Linked DNA regions of Zea mays: region 2 is linked to region 1. Evidence: chromatin contacts called from public Hi-C data. All regions are on one chromosome and are shown on one strand. The core of a region is the stretch at or near the end of the contact, and the rest is flanking DNA. Distances in the headings are between cores, read along the strand shown.

Region 1 (5,004 bases), core at 758-3,257:
AGGGGTTTTCCCTTTTCCTTTTCTTAATCTATTTCTTTTTTGTTTTTCTTTTCTACTTTTGTGTCTTTTTGCTCCTTTTTCTCTTAACAAAAATTCTCTAAATGAACTTGGTGATAAATATGGTCTATGTGAGGTGCTTCAAATCATTTTAAGTGCATGCATATGATTTGGGTGACCTAGGGGTAGGGTTAAGGGATTAGAATAAAATGGGGGAGGGGAATTAGGGGGGGGGGGTTAGGGTTTCAAACCTGGGTTGAAATTTTGGGATGTTACACGGATCAATTCTCTATTGCGACTCAGTGTAAGGCGTAGTTAATGCGGTTGGCCATTTTTAGCGGGTGAGTCTCGGTCCAGGCGAGAATTCTACTCGAGTGGTTTTCCTTTTGGTTCGCTTGGTCCTCCTCTATAACTCTGTCACTCCCGACTTCGGGCTCGGTGCCTCGAGGTTTATTCGGGTGTGGGTACTTTAAGGTAGTCGGTTCCCCTATTCCCTTGCTGACAGACAGGTGGTCCTAGGTAGTCGGAGGTCCTCCTCCATGTGTTCTCTCTAACTAGTGGGCCCCAGAGGCCCGAGGATCTTTTCCCTCACAACTAGTGTTTCATCGCTTGAATCCACACCCATTATATATGTAAATTATTGTTTTATACACTCTATATTGATCACATGACTAGTTTATTGCATGTTATTTGAGGAAATGTTTTGTTTTGAAACCTATACATAATAAAGCAATCTATATAAAGTAAAACTCCTACTATCTAAAGACGACTAAATAGAATCTATACATGTGGTACAACATGACTTATGTGATGGTTTTTCATATTCCCATCTTTCTATGTACTCATAAAATGTCAAATCCTCTTTGCATATACTAAGGTTTGATATAATGCAAACAACAATTTAAATGAATAATAAGCATAACTACGAGCAATAAAATAACCGAAACAAAATTGAAGTATGATCTCAATATCCCCAAATACATCATCAATAAAAAGATAATATTTTAAAAATACTTTTACATCATTCTAATTAAAAATAAATCATGACGTACCCTCTCCATAATCACTGTCATACTCTTTAAAGCCATCTAAATAATTGCTATCATCACCAGAGATCATTTCCTCCTCCTATTCCTTCTACTCATTCTACTCATATGAACCCACATCAAAGTCATTGTTAGCAATGCCTATTGAACATCACATTGATTCACCGACTACCATTGGAGAAGGATTAAGTGGTTCCTAAATCAATTGACTGTCCAAATGTCCAATACCATATTTACTAGTGTTGCATCCACATGGACCCCATATTAAAGCAGGGAGCAAATGCGCAAAACCGGACGTCCACTTCATCTTACCTGTTCTCAGCCGTTCGATTTGGTAGCAACGACAAGAAAACAACGCCATCGCTCTTCTCCGGATGTCTCTGGAATTCAGCAGACTACCTTCCACAGTTCCACGTGTGACGCACGGCCGATATGAGGAGTGCCACGTCATTTGTTAGTGTGCGGCTAGCCTGTCATGTTGGCCAACCACACTAAAGTGCTGTTTGGTTCAAAAAATATAACACAAATGATAATAGTAATAATTTACGTTCGATTACTGGCGGTAACAAATTTAAATAGACTGATATCAAATTTTAGTGTGGTATCTGATTACGATTGGACTAAAACAAACATGATTTAACGTTATCTGTTACCCATTACGTCACAAATATGTGAACCATACGGCACCTAAATGCGTCAGTACAATTGTTCGATTTGGTTATGGTAGGGAGACCAGTGCCGTCATATAGATTAGTTCTAAGAAATAATACACTTATATTATTTTTAAAAGTAGTTTAAAAAGGATTAAAGATTAAAAAAATCATTGCTAATAACAAAGCTTCATTGCACAGCAGTCTGGCACGCAAATTAATGTCAACGTTGACGATATTGCAGCCTAGGACGGTCACTCTTCTAGCCCATCAACCATCGGGTAGCGAGTCTGTTCTCTTGCTGATGCTGGCCCAGCCCATGAACGAAAGAAAACGTCAATACGTACGTGCCTTAGGTACCCACTAGCTCGTGGATGTTAATGGCCAGTTGGCCACGACCGACAGGCCTCCTAACGGCCAACCCATGGAATCTAGGAGGTTTGGATCCATAGCAATCCAGGAAATTTTTTTTGCCACACTGTCCCTTTCCCTTTTTTAATTACGCATGATCATGAAATCCGATTTTATCTCTTTATTACTTGACGAAATGACGATCCTGCTGAGGACTACCGTGATTTCACATTCCCTATCATTTTTTTCTTTTCTTTTCTAACGTTACGATTTACGAACCCAGATATATTCAGATGGCGCTTAACGGGACGTCGCCACAGTGAGGAGCACGTGGTTGACGGCTTGACGCACAACCACACGGTGGCGCAATAAAACACCAAAGTTGTCCGTTTGGTTTGGTTTTAATCCGAAAAGACTTATTTATTTTTATAGATTTTGTCTATGTGGATTGTAGCTGCAGCAGATTAAATAACTGGTTTTAATTCACAGCGAACACAAAATCAGTCCATCGCTGAAAATTATAGATGTCCAAACAGGCCACCCGGCACGGACCCGGCTCGAACCCGTTTCGACCCGGCACGGCCCGTTGATGCTTCGGGTCGGGTCGGGCTGGCCTACGTGCCTAGGGACATGCCTAAACCCGGCACGCACAGGGAAAAATCGTGCGGGGCCAACCCATTGGCCCGGTGGGCCTCAACGTACCGGGCCGGCCACTGGCCCGAACCAACAGTAGAGCGGTATATAAATATATACATTTAACAGAATTAATCATATATAATAAATATTATTTACATATATTAAGGCAACAAAAATATTTATGTATGCATTTTATATTCATGTATGCATTTTATATATGTTTGGGCGCGTATTTAGTATTTACATATTATGAGAGAATTAAATGTATTTATATATTTAGTATTTACATAAATATGCGGACCGCCGTCGGGCCGACCCATTTATCGGGCCGGGCCAGGCCAAAGCACGCGGACCGCCGTATCTGCCCATACCTGGCCCGCTAAACGGGCCGTGCCGGTCCGGGCCCGTAACCGACCGTGTCGGGCCGTGTTTGGACGGGGCTAAATTCGTGTCGTGCCACGGGCCAAACGGGCGGCCCGCACTGTTGGGACATCTATACTGAAAATATACATCGCCCCATTCATAGTCTAATCGGTTTTCAGATTGATCAACGTATAATATATAGTTGTATCTAATATCTTCAACGATGAACATGAATTACACGATACATACAAAATATTAGTAACATTTAATTATGTTAGCACATCGATAAGAAGCTAGTTCACTTACTGTTGGCTGAGCTAACTTTTACATCAACCAACGTCTAGAATAAATTGTAGGACCTTCCTACAATACTTTCATTTCAAAAAAAAGTCTAAAATAAATTCACACTCGAACATAGATGATGTTCAGCTTATTTCCAGCTTCTAGTTATTAGAAACTGTTGTGGACGGCTGAACGTCTAATATTTTACCACATTTTTCAAAAAACATTCAAATAGATTCGAAACCCTATAGACCACTTCATCTTCCTCCACACGTAATTCCCACAATACTCAGATTCATCCCACAGTTAGATCCTTAGAAAAGCAACAATACTCAGATTCATCCCACAGTTAGATCCTTAGAAAAGCTCGTCAGAAAAAGCTGAAACAAGTAGGCTCATAGTGTCTTCAATGATGTACGCGATGCACAAGATATGTTACCAAAGAAGTATCGTTAGGAGCACATACACAACTCACGTCAACGAGGTCTCTCTTGAGACATGTAGCAGCAATGGACTATCCTAGCTATGGGGGATATGATCCCCGGTCCCTAGAGCCCATCGACCAGCGAGCACACCGGGGAAATGGCTTCTACCAACTGGGCCCGATGGTCGATCGGAGGTGACAGGTAATGTCCAGCCTAGAAGAACACGTCCTTGGATGAACCCCGCGACACCGAACTCGAAGTCAGTCGTGGCGAAACGGACAAGGGTCAGGCGTGTTGGAGGGAAACCACTTGAGTGGACCCCGCGCCTGGCCCAAAACCAACCTTTCATAAATGACCGACAGCATTAATCGTGCTTGGTACCGAGCCACAGTAGAGACATCGTTCTGCATCCCACTCATGATCTACAAACCTTTGGGGGTAAAGAGCACTCATGACGTACGAGCCCCTCGGACTGCAGCGCATTTATGGCCCGCAAGTACCCCACCCACTACACACTCATGACCTATCCGGACTAGGCCTGAGTGCGCAGGTCTAGCAGGGCGCAACACGACGAGCCTCACCAAGCCCAGGGCTACGAAGGCCAGGGGTCGGTATAGCCCAAATGATGGCGCTCGAACCCACGCAGCCCGCGTCGTCCGTAATAAAGAATACAAGACAACCAAATGGCTGCAAGCATGCGTGGCTTTACCCCATGGTAAGACATCCAGTTTTACCATCACCAGGCCGTACAACTCCAAACCAGCCACTCTCGGGACTATAATTCACCGGATTGTCTGGTGTGCCACCGGACTGTGCGGTGCGTCAGCGGAGCAACGACTCTCTGCGCCAATGGTCGGCTCTGTCAAGTGAACAGTGCAGCACAGTGCCGCACAGAAGCCAGAGCAGCGAAGTCAGAGGGGCACCGGACTGTCCGGTGCAGCAAGACGACAAAGGCTCCAACGATCGACTAGCTCCGAACCCTAACGGTTGCGCTGACGTGACGCGCACCAGACAGTGCACAGTGGCTGTCCGGTGGCGCACCGGACTATCCGGTGCGCCCATCGCCAGCAGCCTTCACCAACGGCTATGCAAGTGGTTGGGGGCTATAAATACCCCCAACCACCTCATTCATAACCATCCAAACATTCCAAACATCTTATTCAATACAAGAGCAAAACACTCCACTCCAAGACACATCAAATAGATTGAATCCTCTCTAAGCCTCCAAATCAACTTGTCGGGGACCATAATTTG
Region 2 (5,004 bases), core at 779-3,278, 100 kb before region 1:
TCTTCCGACCCCGGCCGTACGTGACACTGGAAGAGGCTTCATCGAATGCTTTATTATTCAGTACCTTTTACGTGGAAGTTGTTGGGCTCTGTACTTGCCGAATTATGTACACTGAACTGAAACGGATGCCGCATTGCCGCCCATGGCGTCTTGTTCTCGATGAACGCAGTCGCTCGGAGCTGCCGCGAGCTGGCAGCTGGACGACGAGGCTGTGCCACTCTTCATCCTCGTCACACGAAGGGCTTCACGTCCACCACCAGGGCGCCGGCGGAGGGGTTGGTGGTGGCCGCGGGCGGCGACGAGCGCGGGGCGTCGCCTGGGAGGTTGACGGTGGTGATGTCGTGGATGCTGGACCGCCGCTTGTCCTTGCCGCCGGAGCTGAGCCGGATGAAGTACTTCTGCGCGTGGCTGGCCACCTGCGTCGGCGTCCGGGTCGTCACGTACTTGCGCGAGATGTTCCTCCAGTCCCCTCTCCCGTACTTCCTCAGCCCCATCAAGAAAAGCCTGTGAGAGACGAAACCAAACTCGCCATTTTCAGCGGGAAAAGAAGGCGAGCGGACCCGACCCATCCATCGACCCCGACCCGACCCCGTCGTCGTCCCAGCACGGCGGCGACGGGGTGCTGGTGGGACTGTTGCCTACTTACTTGTGCTCCTCCTCCGTCCAGGGGACACCCTTCTTCCGCTCCTGCATCTCCTCCGAGCCGCGCGCGCGCCTGAACCCGCGGTCGCCGCCGCCCCAGTCCTCGAGGGCGAACCCGGACGGCGGCGGGACCGAGCCGCTGTAGCGCGGGAACGGCACGAGCCCGCCGGCCTCGATGACGCCCACGTCCTTCTCGAGGGCGTGGTAGTGGCTCCTCACGTCGTCGACCGTCTTCCAGGGCAGCACCGCCGCCACCTTCTCCCACCTGTCCGGCGCGTTCCGGTCGATCTGCGCCAGCGCCTTCTCGAACAGCTTGTTCTCCTCCGCCGTCCACGCGTCTCCTCTCCGCCACAAAACCGAGTGCGTGTCCTGCTGCCAGAAGCAGGGCGCCGTCGCCGGCAACAGCACCGGCGTCCACGCCTCCGCCATCATCTTGGTAGCGAAGAAGACGAGGGAGAGTCAGAGTAGTAGGGGGAGGTGGAAGGTAGCGTGACTATTTTAGGCAGAAGAATCAAATTCCCGGCGCATGCCGAAGTGGCTGGAGTTTATTCTGGCCTAAAATGAAAACACGAGAGAGGAAGTGGAAGTGGGTTCTGGATCTGGTGATGGAGTTTTGTGGAATCTTGGTGGGGTTCGTGGCCTCTCAACTCTCAACCGTGGCCGCTTTCTCTGTTTATCTGTTCACTGATAGACGGCCTCCGGTCACGCTGCACAGCCCCGCCTTGCTCTCGGTCGGCTGCACCAACAATTTCATTCATTTATTGTGCCGTAGCATTGTAATGGGCGTTACTTTCAAATACAGCATCTTGGGATTTGCTGTATTTCTCCATCTAATTTAAAAGAACCTACAAAGTCTTTCAGTTCAACAATCATCAACCATAATGGAGAAGAAACTGAACAACGATGCCTGCCCCTAGAAAAGTACTGGGCCTGAGAAATGGGTCCTGCTCCGAAATGTTCGTGATTGTGGGCTTGTAGCAGATATTTATGACGGGACGCGGACGCGGCACAGTTGCTTCATCAATCGTTGGCCCCGTTTTGTTTCGGCTTTTCGCAGCTTCTGGTCACGAGAAGCTGCCGTGAACAGCCAAACACTCAGCTTTTCAGTCAGCTTCTATAAAATTCGTTTGGGTAAAAACTATTCAAAATCAACATAAACATATAATCGGTTGAGTCGTCGCAATAGTAGTAATCTGTCACTTTATAGATTCTGAGTCTTATGGATAATTTTATCTTTCTCCACACGTAATCCTAATGATACTTAGATTCTTCCCACAGCTAAATTCTCGGAAAAGCTGGTCAGAAAAAGCTGAACCCCGTTGTCCACTCGCCCTCACGGCCTCATCACCCACCCGGCCGCCCCAGCTGCCTGCCACTGCAACTCTGCGAGTGCCAGAAAAAAAATACTGCCACCCACCACCGCGCCGCCGCGCCATGGCTTCCCCATCCCCTTCCTCGCCCCTCCACCCGCACCAGCACCCACCTCCTCCGAATGTTCACCACCAATTCCAATCCCTACCGCCTTCGATGCCGCCACCGCCGCCGTCAACGGCGCTGCCAAAGGCGCTCGACCTTGAGGTTACCGTCGTCTGCGGGAAGCACCTGAAGAATGTCAACTGGCGCCGTGGCGACCTCCGTGCCTACGTCGTGGTGTACCTTGACCCCTCCCGCCGCGCCGCTACCCGCCCCGACGACGGCGGCGGGTGCAAACCAACCTGGAACGAGCGCCTCGTCCTCCCGCTTCCGCCCCACCTCTCCCCGCACGACCCCTCCATCCTCCTGTCCCTCGACGTTTTCCACTCTAAGCCCTCCGATTCGCCCAAGCCGCTCGTCGGATCCGCCCGCTCTCCTCTCCGCGACCTCCTCTTCCCCGCAAACCCTAACCCTAGCCACGATCCCGCAGCCTCCGCTCTCGTCAGCCTGCCACTCCTCCGCCCTTCCGGCCGCCCACAGGGGAAGATCCGGATCCGCGTCGCCATCCGCGAGCGCTCGCCGCCGCCTCCGGAGCCGCAATACCCTCCGCCTTCCAGCTCCCCGTACTACTTTCCACCGCCTCCTCCCGCCTACTCGGCCCCGCCTCAGTACGGATCTGACCAGTACTATCGCCCTAGTGGATACTACTCTGCACCTGCACCTCCACCACATCCGTATGAGTACACCGGAGGGCCCTCTGCACCGGTGGACTACAACAGGCAATATGAGCAGAGAGGGAGGACTGGGGCCGCTGGTAGTGGCAGTGGGAACGGAAGGTATGGAGCAGGCACTGGGCTTGCGGTGGGTGCTGTGGCTGGAGCCCTCGGGGGTCTAGCAATTGATGAAGCGGTGAAGTACAAGGAGGATAAGGGTGCAGAACGGGTGGAAGAGAAGGTGGTACCTGCTGGGAGGGATGATTACAGCGAGTATCGTGGCGACTATTGAACCGAAGTTTGTGTGAGTGTGGAAGAAAGCGCTGTGAGTTGATTCTTCTTCCATGCCTATGTGGGAATAAATCCAGTGTTAGTCTATGGCTTTCCCCATGTATGTATATATATTTGTGATGTTGTGAATTATTCTGATACCTATAAACTACTCCTTCGGTTCTTGTTTATTTGTCGCTGTTTAGTTCAAAAATGAACTAGCGGGCGACAAATATTCGAGAACGGAGGTAGTACAATGTTTTATGATGACAGATTTGGTGTGTAACATAAATATCTCATGGCTTGCTTTGATGGTGTACTTGTGTCTTGTTGTCTTGATGAATGATGATGGGTGTTATCTTTTCCAGCAATTGTATTGCGCTGTTTTCAGTTTATTTGGTGTGTTGAAATTATTGCATACTCGTCAAGGGCAACACTTTGCAGTAAATTGAAAGTTGGATATAAACATTTGTCGGTACAGCAAACTACGACTGGTTATGACTCCTATGAGCTTATTTATTATTTTGTGTGTTTCGGCAACCAGGAAATGAGCTGGTACATGTTAACTGGAAGTACAATTTGGGAAAACTTGGTCCTACGTTATAGGCGTATTGTTCAAATCTTTTTAGAGACTAAGCATAAGCTACAAGGATTTTTTTTATTTAATAACAGGAAAGCATATGTTGTTTTTTGTTTCATAGATCTTCTAAGCACATACCTGTGCATTATTTAGGAGTTCTCTTATGTTCTTTTCAGTTAATTTTAACCCCCCTCCAAATAACTACGCAGTATGCATTAATAAGCTTCACTGACACTGTTTGGAACTAAAACAAATTAGTAGGTCATTGTTCTATACTTGCTGGATGACCTTTTTAGTTTTCACATTGCAAGTTTCACAGCTTAGTGCTGCAAATTTTCCAAAGGATCCTCATACACTTCTGCTCAAAATAGTTGGTGGCGTGTATAAGAGAAAAAAAGTTTTTTCAATGATCATTCTTATATGTATACTGTTTTCTGTGTGTTTTTAAACAAGCATTTAGACATAAGGAACTAGGTACTCGCTATGCTACCACTCAACTCAGTATGCATCAATGCTTGTAGACAGTGGTGTTGTAGTTGTAATGTTTCTGGGCCAGCCTTGGACCCTGTATATGTTTCCCATTTATTATTTTCTTTGAGTGATACAACATGGTAAACTTTAACACTACTTACTGGTCATGGTATTTGAGCTAATGATGATTCTTTAACTTCTCAGTTAGTATGTGTAATTAAATAAAACGGGAAGCTAATTTGCGTTCATTTGATGGACATATTTGTCTATGGTGTCATTATGGTTGTTATGGTGTTAGTTTTGTCTTTTCAGAATTTTACCTTCCTATGTGGTACATCCCCAGCTCTGAGCTCTCAGATCTGGAGTCTATATGCTAAAATGAAGAAGATATCTAGAATAAGGAAACGGTTAGGCCAAACAACACAGTACCAACAGCTCCAGATTCTCAGATTTCTGGAGCTAGGAATACCCAGCTCAAGAATCTGCGATCCACAAATTTCTTGGATCGCCAGCTCTGCCAAACAGACCTATATATCTGGGAGACGCCACAGGTTATTTCTTTGATCTGAATCACAGAAATGGCTGAGGTTACTAGAAAAATATGTCACTGTTAAGAAACAACACATGGTTTAATCAATGGGAAATCAGATACTTCCTCCGTTCATAAATATATGACGCCGTTGACTTCTTTAAAAACTTTGACCACTCGTCTTATTAAAAAAATAATGATTTATCATTTATTTTGTTGTGATTTGTTTTATCACTTAAGGTAGTTTGTGCTTGACTTCAAATTTTACATTTTTGAATAAGATGAGTGGTCAAAGTTTTCAAAAAAAGTCAACGGCGTCATATATTTTTTGAAGGGAGGTAGTATCTGGGAACTAATGTGTTGATGGGTTGGTACTAGAATTCGTG

Evidence for each region. Hi-C and Micro-C count contacts between places; a contact is called where the count stands out from the background.
Region 2: a contact with region 1 is called in a Hi-C map of leaf, with 5 times the contacts expected there. The contact joins the promoter of LOC100193897 here to the enhancer-like site in region 1. A contact is called at or near these places in 2 of 25 Hi-C or Micro-C datasets (leaf and tassel).

The regions. Positions count from the first base shown.
Region 1 is chr8:173,879,769-173,884,772 of Zm-B73-REFERENCE-NAM-5.0, reverse strand. No RefSeq gene overlaps it. Among protein-coding and RNA genes, the nearest start is that of LOC103636474, 28 kb to the left of the region's middle. Within about 2 kb of position 2,007, at least 18 of the 20 cell types and tissues checked have an H3K27ac peak or open chromatin away from gene starts, as enhancers often do. A contact at or near this core is called in leaf and tassel, where this site is marked.
Region 2 is chr8:173,979,939-173,984,942 of Zm-B73-REFERENCE-NAM-5.0, reverse strand. LOC100193897 (Ras association and pleckstrin y domain 1) reads left to right here and starts at 2,028. Exons shown (of 1, transcript NM_001138972.1): 1 at 2,028-3,407. The coding sequence starts at 2,077. The coding sequence ends at 3,060. It overlaps LOC100279596 (MYB-type transcription factor), which reads right to left and starts at 1,244. Exons shown (of 2, transcript NM_001317832.1): 1 at 647-1,244; 2 at 41-504. The coding sequence starts at 1,074. The coding sequence ends at 231.